2 separate regions of the Hordeum vulgare genome follow, and region 1 is linked to region 2. The links are chromatin contacts, called in public Hi-C maps. All regions are on one chromosome and are shown on one strand. The core of a region is the stretch at or near the end of the contact, and the rest is flanking DNA. Distances in the headings are between cores, read along the strand shown. Region 1 holds the start of LOC123406978 (polyadenylate-binding protein-interacting protein 11-like). Region 2 holds the start of LOC123407887 (60S acidic ribosomal protein P1-like).

Evidence for each region. A called contact is a pair of places that touch in the nucleus more often than the background predicts.
Region 1: a Hi-C map of seedling shows a contact between it and region 2, with 4 times the contacts expected there. The contact joins the promoter of LOC123406978 here to the promoter of LOC123407887 in region 2. A contact is called at or near these places in 3 of 6 Hi-C or Micro-C datasets (leaf and seedling) and 1 of 1 datasets of contacts at active chromatin or transcription factors (embryo).

What each region holds. Positions count from the first base shown.
Region 1 is chr7H:422,968,400-422,975,710 of MorexV3_pseudomolecules_assembly, reverse strand. It overlaps LOC123406978 (polyadenylate-binding protein-interacting protein 11-like), which reads right to left and starts at 5,126. Exons shown (of 10, transcript XM_045099999.1): 1 at 4,301-5,126; 2 at 4,065-4,196; 3 at 413-457; 4 at 266-338; 5 at 81-193. The coding sequence starts at 4,615.
Region 2 is chr7H:422,490,748-422,498,372 of MorexV3_pseudomolecules_assembly, reverse strand. It overlaps LOC123407887 (60S acidic ribosomal protein P1-like), which reads left to right and starts at 2,380. Exons shown (of 4, transcript XM_045101124.1): 1 at 2,380-2,486; 2 at 2,610-2,711; 3 at 2,800-2,923; 4 at 3,367-3,687. The coding sequence starts at 2,643. The coding sequence ends at 3,503. LOC123408636 reads right to left here. Exons shown (of 47, transcript XM_045101698.1): 42 at 7,531-7,612; 43 at 6,792-6,938; 44 at 6,330-6,434; 45 at 5,944-6,246; 46 at 5,573-5,642; 47 at 4,421-5,490. The coding sequence ends at 4,829.

The DNA of each region.
Region 1 (7,311 bases), core at 3,877-6,376, 470 kb before region 2:
TCAGGTGTACATCCATATAGATAAGTACATATGAACAGCAATACTTAAACAAATATGTGGATTCCAAAACTGTAGCTTACCCTGGGCAGGAACGTTGGATTGACTGGTGCAATTGCTGTTTTTGATGGCAGAACCCTCACAGGATAATATCCAAGCACAGTTCCTGACAGAGTTAGAGCAGCCCTTGCACCCTCTGCAATAGTACAGTATTTTAATCAATAGACAAATTGACCTAGGCATGCTCAATTATCATTCAACCACTTACCCTCATCAGTAAACTCTATAAAAGCAAAACGAAGAACTGAATTTGGATCCCCACACATGCGGCAGTCCACAACCTTCACAAAAAGAAATTGGATTATTCAGTGCTCTCAAAAAGTAAATGTAAACAAAAAATAAAAAATAAGTGTACCTGCCCTACGTTGATAAATAGTGCTGCCAGTTGCTCCTCGGTGACCTAAATGCAAGGAAACATATAACGAATTAGCGTACTATAACTGCAGGTGTGCAACTGGAGGATATAAGACGTGAAAAAAGGCGGACACAAGGTAAAAGTGATAAATAATTTTATTTTTTTGAAACAGAGGCAAAGATTGCCTCATCTATTAAATAAGCGGAAGAGAATTGCCCAGTTAATCACGGAAAACCGGGCAAAAACCGGTACAACAGTGATAAATAATGAACTGCAAAGGCAACACAAAAAAACTCAACAAACTCCACAAGTTAGGTGTAGAAGAAATTTTATCAAATATACAAAGGGTCACAGCATCCAAGTGACAAACAAATAAGTGAATAACTAACTGTGAAGTGTCCAATATACAAAATTAAATCTATCACCTACCAACATTACAGAGTACACGAGGAAAGATAGATGAAGGAAATTATAAAAAAAACACCATAAGGGAATAAACATCAGAGGATCGAGTGCAGACATTTAGAGGTTTTCGAAAGAAAAAACTCTTTCCCGTGGATATATATGGATTTGTTCTACATGCCTGTAAAAATTCATGAAATAATACTACCTCTGTTCCAAAATATAAGACGTTTAAGCCTGCCAAAGCGTCTTATATTTTGGAACAGAGGTAGTACATTAATCTGTAGGCTACACAAAAAAAAGAAAATTTTGTGGCTCCAAAAAAGCAAAAGGTTACTCTATTTTGATCTATACATTTCTCCCTTTTGTGTACACCATAGCTGAGAAGATATTGATAAAATTTATGCATACATGCTCACATCTATATGTACATGTATAACTCCATTGGAACGTTTTGAGGATCCAAGAAACTATTTTTCTTTTCTTAAAAGAGCTCAGCGTAGGGTATGTAATCAAAGGATAAGTGCTCTCAATTCTCAAAGAGTCAAAGCACTCTTTTAAGGCTGTGTTTGGCATTGCGGTGGATTATCATAATCCTGTTTGGCTCACCTGCTTCAAATTATTTTTGTGTCTCTCTAACCCACTTTTGCATATTTTTCTGGCTAATTTCCAACAGCAGATTATAAAGGAAGCAAGCACAACACAGTTTGGCAGCCACAAACTGAGCCTAACTCACCTCATTCCCATAGCACTCCCAAAAATGAGCTTGCTAAAATACCACTTAATAGTTGCAACATTATGATCCGTCCAGTACTCGATGAAAATACACGTCACACATGTTAACACCCTACCAAAACCACTCATTTATTCAACAGAAAATGCAGGTGATGAATCAGAATTGAACTATCAGATAAACCCTCTGGTGGACTACAAATTTCTTCTCCTTCTCGAAGTTCCTGTATACAATTAATTTTATTTTATTTCATATGCCATTCCATATCTCACTATTAGGCCTGAAGGATCTTCGTGGAGCAGCCAAGCAGGCGCTGCCTCCAAACAGTAGCAATCTGCTAATGCACGAGGATTTCTGGAGATGTTTGAACTTTTATGAAATTGGAATATCTCTGCAGAACTGCAGCCAAAAGTTCACTGGTTGGCATGTACAGAGGTACTCCCTCTGTAAGCTAATATAAGAGTGTTTAGATCACTATTTTAGTGATCTAAACGCTCTTATATTAGTTTACGGGGGGAGTAGAAAGTTCACTATAGTGATCTAAACGCTCTTATATTAGTTTACGGAGGGAGTAGAAAGTTCACTATTACACAAGGCAAAACCAGTGAACATGTCCAGTACATGTCTAACATGAAAAAACATGAACACGGCTATTACGAGGTAGAACTGTCTGAACAAAGAAAGAAAAAGGTGCATTTGCCAAATGACATAGCTTGACCCAAAAATATAACCACCATTATGAGAATATACAGCCAGTGAACTCTTCAGTGCATAACATATGCACACTACTACTACAATTACAAGGTAGTCCCCTCTGATCCATATTAATTGCCGCTGATTTAGTACTCCCTAAACCAGCGACAAGTAATATGGATCGGAGGGAGTACTAAATCAGCGACAATTAATATAGATCGGAGGGAGTAGAAAATTATATGTAAACACTAAAGTTACAAGATACAAGGTGCGTCTTTTCATTGTGGAACAGAGCCACAGAGGCAGGCGAAAAAGTAAAGATGGTGTGCCTCTTACTTCACAAACAGCATGCATGTCTCTTACAAACGTGGCAACCGTATTGTTCTAGAGAATACCTCTTCTAGAAAAGGTTTCCAAATCCTGGAAAGGATACATATATCTAACTGGCATTGATCAACATGCACTAGAACAACCGAGCTCACAAGTAAAACGTATCGGCCACCTAGAAGCTTAAATCTTTCATAGTGCAAATCACAATCAAGTGTGTACATGTTGCATTTCAACATGTAAATATGAGAAGCATCATGATAAGCTATGATCTTAAGCATAGATGTAAACAAGATTAAGACTCATTTGAGGAAGAAATTAAAATAGCATACCAGAACCCAAAAGATAAAGAATACCAACGTGGCCTAATAAGTCAACAAGCATACACAAGGCATCTATCAAATACATCAAAGTAACTTTGCATGCCCATTATTGAGATTCATTAAAGCTGGTCCCATCTGTGTTCCACCAGACAATAAATCTGCATGTATCCACTCTCAAATCTAGCGTTCTTGGACGAATACAGGAAAAACTTTGTACCAAGCAGTCTATAATAGGTCATGGTTTGAATTGTTACTGTTCCTTCCTATGATCACTCCATCAAAGGAACATTAAAGCAAGTATCTTCCTAAACAGAAAGGAATACACTGCCTACTAGATAACTGCTACTACAAGGAACATGAAAGCGTGGCCCATAACGAACAAACTACCTGACTACTAAGAAAAAGGAACAGACTGCCTACTAAATGAACTGCTAAAGGAGCTCGAAAGCAGGGCTCATAAATAAGATACTTCCAGGATGTACTGCATAGCCATAGACTAATCCAACAAAAGAAAAAAAATGACGCTGATCCAACAAAAAATTTAATAACAAACCGATACAGATGGTGCATGCATCAAAACAGCCAGACATGCCACAAATAGTCAATAGAGGTGCATACCATATAAAGAAATCAGGAGAACAACCACCCAGAATCGGATAAGAACACAGTAGATGAGTACAGGTTAGCTGCACGTCGCCCAAGCATATAAATGGCAAAATAGCCATGCGACTTTCTAGACTCCATACAAAAGTAATGACCAAGAACTGCAAAACTTACTACAGTGAGAAGTGGCATCCAAATCTATCCAAACAACAAAAGGATGATCAAAAGGAGCAACCGCTGGCGTATCCAGTATCCACCTGCTCTCAGCCCCATCCCATCTTGATGTTACGATGATCTCAATCCTGCTAACGTTTTTTTTGCCATCTGAACAGCACGTGCCCGACAGAAGTCACACAAGGCGAAATCTAGCTGAGCGGCGAGCGATCATGATAACCGGCAGTGATAGGAACGTATAAAAATGACATCAAACCAATCAACAGGTGAACAAACTCTTTGCGGTTGCGGAGGTAACGTGAACGGATTTATCACAGTCTGGGAAGGGACGGTCGAGCAAGGCTCGTCGCAGGCAGAATCAACAAAGGAAGGTGCGGGCATGGATCCGTGGGCTGACCTGATGATCGATGTCGGAGACGTAGACCGTACGGCGGATCACCTCGTCGCGCTGCGCCTGGCTGGTGCGGCTGTTGATCCGCCGCTTGCCGCCGTGGGGGTAGCCGCCGCCGTACCCTCCACCAAACTTCTTCTGCGCGCAGGAAGGAGCAGATCAGACGAGCACCGGCGACAGGAACAGAGGAGCCGAACCCCTCGATCGAAAAAGTAAACACAAGGACTATCGTCCCTCCTTACCCTGCCGCGGCCGTCGGCGGCGGGGAAGCCGACGACCCCACGGTGGCCCGGCGAGGCGACCGGCGCGAAGCCGGCGGCGGGGGGGCCGTTGGGGTAGTACCCGGCGTAGGGGGGCGGCGGCATGGGGTGCGCGGCGAGCGAGGGCGGGACGAACTCCTCCGCCATGGGGTTGAGCTTGGAGAGGAGCTCCTCCAGATCCCGCATCTCGCGCTCCCCCGCGTCGCCGCCCTCCTCCGAGGCGCGGTATGGCGCGGCGGCGTGGTCGGCGGCAGCCGCGGGGGCGACGTGGTCGGCGGAGGTCTCGACTACGGCCATCCCGAACGGAACGAAGAATCTGCTGCCGGAGAGGGAGGGAGGGGGGTGAGGTTCTGGAAGGTTCGGTGCGGGGATGGTGGGGGGGGGTTATATATAGGCCCGGTGCGGTGCGGAAGAGCGGATCGATCCCCGGAGTCGGATCGGAGGTGAGGGGGACAGCCAACCGCGGGCGAGGGTGGTTGGTCGTTGCGGCGGGCTAGGAGAGGGAGAGCATGGGGATCGGGGGTGGGGAGGGGACAGCAGCTGCTGCAGCCGACCGGCGCAGGGGGGGAGAGCAGGGGAGGCCGGCAGGGGAGGGAGGGAGGAGGTGCCTCTCTCTCTCTCTCTCTCTTGTTTCTCTCTCCTGGTTGTTACTGGTATCGTGCTGCCTCTTTCTCTCTCTTGCTGCCTCCTTTCCGCTTTGCCTTTTTGGGAGGAGAGGGAAAGTGAGGGGGGGGGGAGGGGGGGGGAGAGGACTTGGCTGCTCCGGTACGGCGAGGCTTGAGGCTGAGGCGAGCCGCCCGCCCGCCTGCTGCCTCCTTTTCCTTTTGTTCCCTTCTCTCTCCTCCCCCCGTATTGCCCGCCCGCTGGGCTGCGATTTTGCGGGAAACACCTCGTCGTGCTGGGGAATTTCGGCGGGGTTGGAAGCAAAGGACAACGTCATTTTGTTTTAATATAAATACTCTCTTCGTCTCAAAATAAATATGTCAACTTTGTACTAGCTCTAGTACAAAATTGTACTAAGCTTGAGACACTTATTTTGGAACAGAGGGAGTAATAAGAAACGTCAATCTTTATTTCAGAGTTGCTAATTCACAGTCGGATGGAAAAACCACCACCACAGTCGTCGCCGGTATACCGCTTTTCTGGATTCCATCGTTTTTGAAATTCTTTTACCAAAATGACCACTTATCGAGTCAAATTGTCAGAAAAATCATATTTCAGTTGAATTGCGTGAAAGGATCACCTTCATCGTGTCAGCACATGGCAGATGCCGCCGCGCGATGAGGCGGTGCCGCCAACCAACCACGCGGCGTCCCGTGAGTAACGGGATTCCCCGCCCAACCGTGAGCAGTCACGGAACAGGGTCGGGCGGGTGGGTCGTGCCGCCATGCCGAGAGGTGGACACTATTGTTGCGCGCGAGGTGACGGCACTGTTGTTGACACTGATTGTTGTGTAGAGGAGCCTATAAAATGAGGCATTGAGCTTCTCTTCATCCTTCTTCAAGCACCCATGAAATCGTTACTATGCTTAGATGTTACACTCTTATTTATTATGAGTTTGGCTTATTTGGATTAAAGCATTAGGTCTAGAAAAATGAAGAATGCAAGTTTGCCCCCGGAATGGCACACATGCGGTGTTGGTGTGATGATCTTTACAAGGTGAAGGAGATGATGAACTTTTCTGATTTGTTGGGCATGAAGTTTTTCATGTGCGTCAATTATGAAAAGATCCACCCGTAACTATTTCTCCAGACGACATGTCTTCAGTATGCTTTGACCATCATGAGTAGACATATTGTTGGTGTTCTTCTTGATTTCTTTATTAGTAATCTTATTTGTGTTGTTGTCTCCTCCACCTTTGTGCAAGTACTATCCTTGGATTGATACGGAGATGACAGCTTGGACAGTGACTGAAGTTCGTGAAAAAAGTTGTCGTGCATGGGATACTTTATACGCGGAAGAGCGACAAAAAGGCGGCAGTAGAGGAGAAAGCAAAGTAAAAAAAGAGAGTTGAAAGAATACTATGCCGAGCAAAACCGTTTCTTTCAGGTTTACTGGAAAAAAACGGGAAGAGAGATGTCACATGAAGAAGCGGGAACAACGTCAAAAGGAGACTTGTGAGGCACAGAGACACAGATAGAAAGAAAGGGCTTATGAGGCCAAGGGAGCAGAAGAAGCACGTGATGGGAAAGGAATATATTCACGCTGGACTCGGTAGGTTTCTGTGCTAGTATCTTAAAATTTACAATCGGTTGTATCTTTATTTCAATAGTTTAATGTAGCTTTATGTCAATAGTTCAATGTGTCTTAATTTCAGTTGTACCCTATTGTAATGGAAAAAATTGTAGCTTTGACATAAAATGTGAGATCATAGAGAATAGATGATGCCCCAACACGTTGTTGCGGGAAACTTGCTAAAAGAATGCATGAAAGTTGATAAATAAAATAAAACTAATGGGAAGAGAATGTAATCTTAAAAATAAAAAAATAAGACATGTATAGAAAGAGAGAAAAATGATTGCAGTTCAAAGATTGTCATTTTTAACAAACATGTGAATGTTAACTACATAGGTATGGTGCAAGCGATCAACACATATATTGGCAGTACGAAATCTAATGCAAAAAATAACTTTATGAGTAACATGCAAGAATTGATGATGTGATGTTTGCATGCATAGACTAATAAATAAAACAATGTAATTTATGACTTGCATGCATAGCTTGCTAAGTGGTATACCTCCATGTCTAGAAAAATAGCTAGTAGGTGGTAGCTATTTAGAAATAGAAGGTTAATTTCCCCCTTTTTTATTTCTGCCAACCCATTTCTCGTCCTATTCTCCCGCCAAATTTCTTTGCGCCCTTTTCGCCCGCCAAATTTCTTGTCGCCCTTTTCTCCAGCCAAATTTATTCTCGTATGTTTTCTCCCACCAATATTTCCCTACCATTTTTTTGCCTTTTGCCCGCCATTTTTTCCTACCCTTTTTCTCGGTATT
Region 2 (7,625 bases), core at 1,131-3,630:
TCTTCACATCCATGGAGGATTTCCTTCAAAGCTTCCATGTTGCCCTCGTTCCCTCCAAAAACACAGTGCTATCATCCGCAAACAGCATATGTGTGATAGTGGGGCCAGTGCCAGCAAAGGTCACACCCTTGAGCGCAGCATTCTATTTTGCTCTTTTCAGCAAGGCAGAAAATCCCTCAACGCAAAAAGGAACGAATATGGGGAAAGGGGGTCACCTTGCAACTAACACATTGTCTGTAATGAGACGACCTAGAACGAAGGCACTTTGCTCCTCTGAGATAAGAATTGGAAGAATTTCTTTGAGTTTATTTGCGAGGACTTTCGAAGCTATTTTATACAACACGTTACACACACTAATCGTCCTGAACTGGGACAGAAGCTCCGGGGCGCTTATCTTTGGAATCATAACAATAACCGTGTCGTTAAAAGCTTCCGGAGCTACAACCCCACTCAAAAAATCCTTTACTGCCCGACATACCTTGTCTTTAACCAGCGACCAGTGTCTCTGGTAGAAACAGACCGACAAACTGTATGGCCCTGACGCCTTCATCGGCAAACCGCTCCGTAGCCGAGAACACAATCACCTCAGCCAGAGCCCCAAAAGACGCCGTCGTCACCCACGTTTCTGTCGAATTCCAACCACCCCCGTGAGACGAAACCCTAACCCTAGCGTAGGAGCACAATCGCCTCGCGATCGCCTCCTACCGCCTTAGCACTTCGCTACGTGGTGGACCCCTCATTTAGCGCGTGGAATTTTGATGCACAGTCATTTTTCCTGGTACTTTCCCTATCTCTCCCTAATAATAAAGCAAATACGGTTTCTGGTCATCCGTCATTTAAATTGCCCCCATAAATTGGCTAAAATTACCCACCAATGCCACTCCTAAGTCAAAAAACGGTTCATTTTTCGGATTTCAGAAGTCGGCGCCGTTGTTTGTTGTTATGTCACCCGATACATTAGGAGAACAACAACCGACAAATAGCGCGATGGCTAATGGTTAAAGCTTGAGACTCGAGACCAGGGTTCGATCCCTGGTTCTCACATGTTTTCTCCCCTTTTTCTTTACCTCCGTGAAGCATGGGCCGGCCCATGTGTAGGTCAGGGCCCCCCGTTTTGTATTTTTTTTGTTTTTGTTTTTTCTTCCCTAAATTAATTTCAGATTTCAAAAGAACAAAGTATCAAAAAATTTATGAGTATAAAAAATATAGGAAAAAGCAAAAATTGTTTGTGTATTCGACAAATATATTCAAAACGTCATAAAATATTCATGAGTTCAAAAATTGCTCACATATATTATAAAACAAATCACGATTTCAAATAAATTGTAATGAAATACTAAATGATCATGATTTTTGTATAAAATTATTCAGTAATCAAAACATATTCATGAATTTGAATAGCTTGTCCATCATCTTTTAGAAAAATCTTCATAAAAATTAATACACATCCATAAATAATGAACAAAACGAACTGTCGCTTACGTAAATGTTTTATTAGGAGACCTATAAAGGTCATTTCATGATTTTATTTAGATCCTTGCATATCAAAAAGTTGCGAGTTTGAAAAAAATAGGAAAACGATAAACCATTTGTGAATTCAGAAAAATATTCGGAAAATCACAAAAAGTTCATGAGTTCAGAAATTGCTCACACATTATAAAAAAATCACAAATAATTTTTCATGAAGTAAGAAATGTTCAAAAAATTTAAAAATAATCCAGTATTCTAAGCATATTCAGGAATTTGAAAAACATCTCCATCTATTTTTAGAAAATGTTCGCAAAAATTAAAACACATCCGTAAATAATGAACAAAATTAAATATCACTTACATGAAGGTTTTATTACGAGACCTCTGGAGGTCGTTTTATGATTTTTTTAGTCCCTCGCGTTAGGTAAAAAAAAGTTTTCCTGTTTTGTACAACGTTGAGCCCAACCAAATTGACACATTTTTTATGGGTTAGTTTTGTATACAATTATGTTTATTCTCGTACCAGAATACTAGTTATGGTAAGCACCGCTACGCTAAGTTAAGTTAAGGCACATCATTCATCAGTATAGCTCAGACAGGGTCTGTAAATGCAGTTTGCTCAGCCATAAAATATTATGTTGTGACGTTTTAAGAAATCAAGTCGCGATGAGCATCATATTTTTTGTTTATGAAATCATACTTTTTTATATCTACCACACTTGCATAATCTAATAGTTTTTCCCGTTGCAACGCACGGGTATATTTGCTAGTACATGTAATGTATTTTCACAATCGTGCAACCCTTAGTTTTTTACCCCCAACACATGACGAAACAATGGGCCCATTTACCACATTGCACCGCATCAGCACAAAGGCCCATGGGACCGTTCAGTCCAGCCCAAACTTCTACCGGGAAACCCTAGTGCTCGGCACGAACCAGCTATAAATCCCATCCCACCGCGTCTCCCCAAACCCTAGAAGCCCCCTGCCTCCTGCGCCTCCACTTCCATCCAAAGGTAAGAGCCGCAGCCCGTCTTTCTCACCTTGCCGCCGCCGCCGCTGCCGCAGATCCTCTCCCCTCCCGTACCCTGACGCTGCATCTAATACTAACGCTCTGTTTCGTGTCTTTGCTCTCGCAGATCGCAGATCCGCTCCGGTGAGAATCCGTCGCCATGTCTTCCAGCGAGGTCGCCTGCACCCTTGCCGCCCTCATCCTCCACGATGACGGGATCCCCATCACTGTAAGTTATTCGTCTTGGTTTCTTCTCCGTTGTACGTTCCCTGGTTGGTTTTCGTTGTCTGAGTGTTTGGTTGCTTGGCCGTATGCAGTCTGAGAAGATCGCGACGGTGGTGAAGGCTGCCGGGATCAAGGTTGAGGCCTACTGGCCAGCGCTCTTCGCCAAGCTCCTGGAGAAGAGGAGCGTCGATGACCTCATCCTCTCCGTCGGATCTGGTAAACCTCTCCCGCTCTCACTGTTCTATTCTTCTGCAGTTTATACAAGGCTTTGATTCATTGCGCTGTTGTGAACTTCGTCGTAAATGTTTCATAATGTTGCCACTGCCTGTAATTTATGTAACGTACTTTGATCCGCTGCTTGATTAGTCTGTGCAACTGGAGAATTCATCACTTAACTTTATGTTAGTAAGCTTGAATTGGAGGATGATCTTCTTAGTCAGACTTGTAGATATGCCTATTTAGCGGTTATGTATTCTGAATTTAATTTCACGTGTAAATTAATAGCCATTCCTGTTTGACCAATCTGCGCATTGTAATAGTAGAGAATGCTATTCGGGATGATTGTAATTTATCATGAGCAGAAGCAACAGTCGCTCTATGCTTTGTTTTATCTTCACTGCTGCCTTTGTCAATGTAGTAATGTTTCTATTCGTTTCCAGGTGGAGGTGGTGCTCCAGCTGCTGCTGCTGCCCCGGCTGCTGGTGGTGCTGCTCCCGCTGAAGAGAAGAAAGAAGAAAAGAAGGAGGAAGCTAAGGAAGAGAGCGATGATGACATGGGCTTCAGCTTGTTTGACTAAGCAGTGCAATTCCAGTTCTCCTTTGGAATCTGCTATCCTAAAGACCCTTCTTATGTGCTTTTAGGTCGAATTTTGAAGATTTAATATGTTATTCTGTTTGGGACCTAAGTATCTGTGCAATGTTTACCGCAAACCTCCTTGAGATGGTATTGTTAGAATTAAAATGTGCCTTAAGCTTTCTTGAGTTTGGTGCAAGGTTTAATACCCTGTTTTCATTTCTACTCGTTGTGTTGGCTCCAGCATTCATTGCTCTCTGCAATTCTCGGACACATATATTGCACATCTAAATGACTAAACCAAGCATAAAAAGTAAAGAAAATACTCAAAGTAAATCATACTTATCTCACATCAAGATAAGATGGTACTGTTAAAATTAAAATGTCAGAATGATTGCAGCTTGTTTGAAGCTCTGTATGGTTGATTAATTATGGAGCTAAATCGTCTGTAATATCTGTGTCATGTCTGCAATTAAGGTGTTTCTAAACTGACTTTGTAGCCGAATCATATTTTATATCGGAGCATGGTAAGTTGGCAGCATGGTAAGTTGGCATCAACTGAACTCCAGTTACCCAGAGAATTGTTTCCAGTTACTCGAAGAACCGAATTGTCACATGACTGTTTTCACGAGGACATGCATTTGTCTTCAGCACGGTGGGATGTGAGTCGCATCTTGACTGGAGCATGCGAAGCACAAAAAGTGAATGACCTCGTATAAAAAACTGTCAACAGCATTCAATCCTTTAAGAATGTAGTTTGAATAATTTCAATCCTTTAAGAATGGAAAATTCAAGGCCTGTAGTTTTTTTTAGATAATGTCTGGCTGGCTATTTTTGCATGGTAGTTTGAATAATTTGTCTGACTAAAAATATGTTAACCTTCGTGTGTGATACACAAATGCGCATAATGAAGAATGATACTAGTGGACAACAAAACTTTTGCGACTCAAATGCCACCATTTACAAAGCCGTGGACAAAATTCTGGAAAATCCTACATGTGTACATTTGGCCTACAAAAAGGCTGAAACCTTAAACCTACCTGTTCCGTGGTGGATCATCCAGGACAAAGGCTACAAAATTAAGCCGGCTACTCCAGCCCCTCTATATCGGTATCTATCCTGATCTACTAATGGTATAAACAGATGCTTACGGATGACAATCACTTGTGCTAACACCCCTCTTGTGTGGTGGAGCGGTTGTCCCAAAGGTCATCCACGTTCACTGGACGCTGCCCAGTGATCCTGGCTGGTGTTGTCTGAGGGGGGTATGCTGACTACCCGTCTACCCCCATTGACAAGCACTGTAACAAGGATCAGGACCCAGAAATCTCAGCTAATGTTGCTTCGGTGAAGGATGTTCTTGTCCCATCTCCTTGCCTTTCCCTTCTCGATAAGTGCCATTAAGAACTGCAACGTGCCCTCTGCATCTTCGATGCTTGGCAGCTCAACACTGAAATGAAATAGTGGGATGAAGGCTGAGCTCAGGGCAATGTCTCTTGATCTGCCTCTTTTGTCCCTCGGCGATGTTTCGCCATTGCTCCCAACAATATTCACTACCTCCTGAGCTCTATCCAGATGAACAATAGATTTCAGGTTCATCTCAGTTTCGATTGCCCACTGTGGGTCAGGAGGAACACCAGCAAACTGGGGTGACCCCAAATCCACCAAGTACCGGCTCGAGACTAGCAGGAGCAGTTTCTCACTAAGCACAAGGAACTTTCCAGGCTCTCGGAGTGTCTTGCACACGACAAATGTCTCATCCTTCAGCCTGCCACCATCAGCTTGGACAAGCAAAGATACTCCAACTGCTTCTTCCCAGGAGTATGGGAACAACGGGCGATCTCTGGCCACAGGCCTCGAGAAACGGACACGCAGGCGGTTGGATTCATGAGGATTGCTTCGGTTTCTTATGCTCTGTGCAGTTCTGCCTGTGGCTTCAAGAATACTGGCCATAGGCCTAGCCACAAGCCCAGCTGTTCCCATTGCTATACCTGTAAAATAGATACAGTTGGTCAATGATTGGAACAACAAAAGCTGCCTGCACAACAACAAAAGCCTATCAAGTGGCATTACCTGAGATAACCCCAGGAAGACCATGTTTCTCAGCACCTCTGATTGGTGATTGGAGGAGCCCAGTCAGACCCTACACAACAAGATTGAAATGCACACAATGTATGCTGCTTAAGAGACAGGTCCAGCAATATTCTATGGCGCATACTGAAGAGTGAATGCGTAAGTAATAGCTGTGAGCTGTGACAAATTTTCTTTCCAATAATATGGTAGTAGTTGGACGCAGTTACTAAATTATCAAAACTATGGACCAAGAACAAGAAGAGGTCATCAGGTTCCAATTCAAAGAGTCATCTAGGATTTGGGTGTTACACGAGGATATACACCGGCTATAAAGGTAAATCAGTAACACTTGATCAAGAGATGGCTTTCACCTCTAGAAACCCATTCAGCACTCCTTCCCCATGCAAACCTAGCTGCCTGTCCCGTTCATCCAGTTTGGAAGCGGCTTGCTCATCATATGTAAACGCAACAAGGCCCTGCATAACAAATTTCCATGAGCTATGAGAGCCCATGGCTTCTTGAGAGCGTAATTTCCAATGATCAAACTGGAGCTCAGATAATACCTTATAGGCAGTTTTACTAAAGTGGGAAGTGGCGCTACTGACTGCATAAACCGTACTGCCAATAAGATTTTTTGAACCTTGTGCGATACCGTTTAACAGCTCAACAGGACTCTGTCAAAGAGTAAATCAATAGAACTTTAAGAAAAGAAGGATTAAAGAATTGCTAGTTCCTTCAAAAAACTGTGTTTACAAACCTGCAGTTTCCCTTTCCTTGAGGCAGACATAAAGTCTTTTAAGCCAAATCCAACATTCCTGGCAAAACCCATAGGATTCCCTATAACGCCAGCAGAGCCAAAAACCTGCACTTACAGTATATCACAACAAATTCTGCTCCCAAGACACATGTAGTAACTATGTAATACTGTTGGACATTGGAAATACAGTTTATATAAACCAAGGTAGTCCTATGGAATTCAATACTGCCCGCTTCTTAACAGGAAAAAGGAAAGAAATGGAGGTAAATGTTGGCACAAGCACATGGTTGCAGCCACTCACACTGCAGAAGATCTGAGGGGAGCAACAAATATCCATGTTGTTCTGGTTCCAGGGTTGTTCGATAAGCTTATTAAGGTTATGTTGGACATTAAAGAAGATGTCCCCCCCAAAAAAGATATATTTGACTAGAAAGAATACTAGCTTGAATGGTGCCATTTTACCTTGTAGAGTTCATGAAGCAACTGCCTGCTATAGTGCCTCACAAGAATGTCCTGGATGGATTGCCAACTAGCCATAAGATTTTCTACCATTATTTCTCCTAGATGAACTGGTACTCCTTCAACGTCAATGAGAGCCATAAGGCCTCTCTGCAACCAAAGTGCTTAATTAAGATGGGTACAAGGAAATATCCTATACAATGAAATACCCTAGTAAATAACTTCAGAGCCTAGAAACAGATCAAGTGCTGTGAACAATCCATGTGCATATGTGTTACCAGGTCAACACTACCTACGCTAGATAAGAATTCAGGATAAGCAAATATGTTACTTTGCACTTGTATGGCATTGTCCAACCTTAAGACAGAGGCACAGATAATATACTATCTTGTAAACTGTATCAATCAGCAGCACACTCTCTGAGAAAAGAGAACTCAATGGATCCAGCTTTCGTAGAAAGAATGCTGCTACTATCGCAGTATATAAAATAAACACGTGTAGTTCCTCCAAAAAGAAAGGAGGAAAGAACTTATGTAGATAATAGATGCATGCACAATGCTCTGATGTGAACACCTCTTATAAAGAAATTCAGTTGTAGTACAGAATGAAGTAATTAACATTGTAGGGCCTGTAGAAATGTATAAGCATATAATAATCCTTTAAGAAGCGCAGCCAAATAATAACATAGAAAAAAAATTCATTTGCATAATATCTCCTGAAGTGGCATGGAGTATTGTTCCACCTGAATTGCAGTACTGTTGTTGAAGCTTGTGCTGGGGTCTGAGAGACCTTCATTCCTATTGAGCCAAGGAGTGCTAGTAAAACTACAGCAGAATA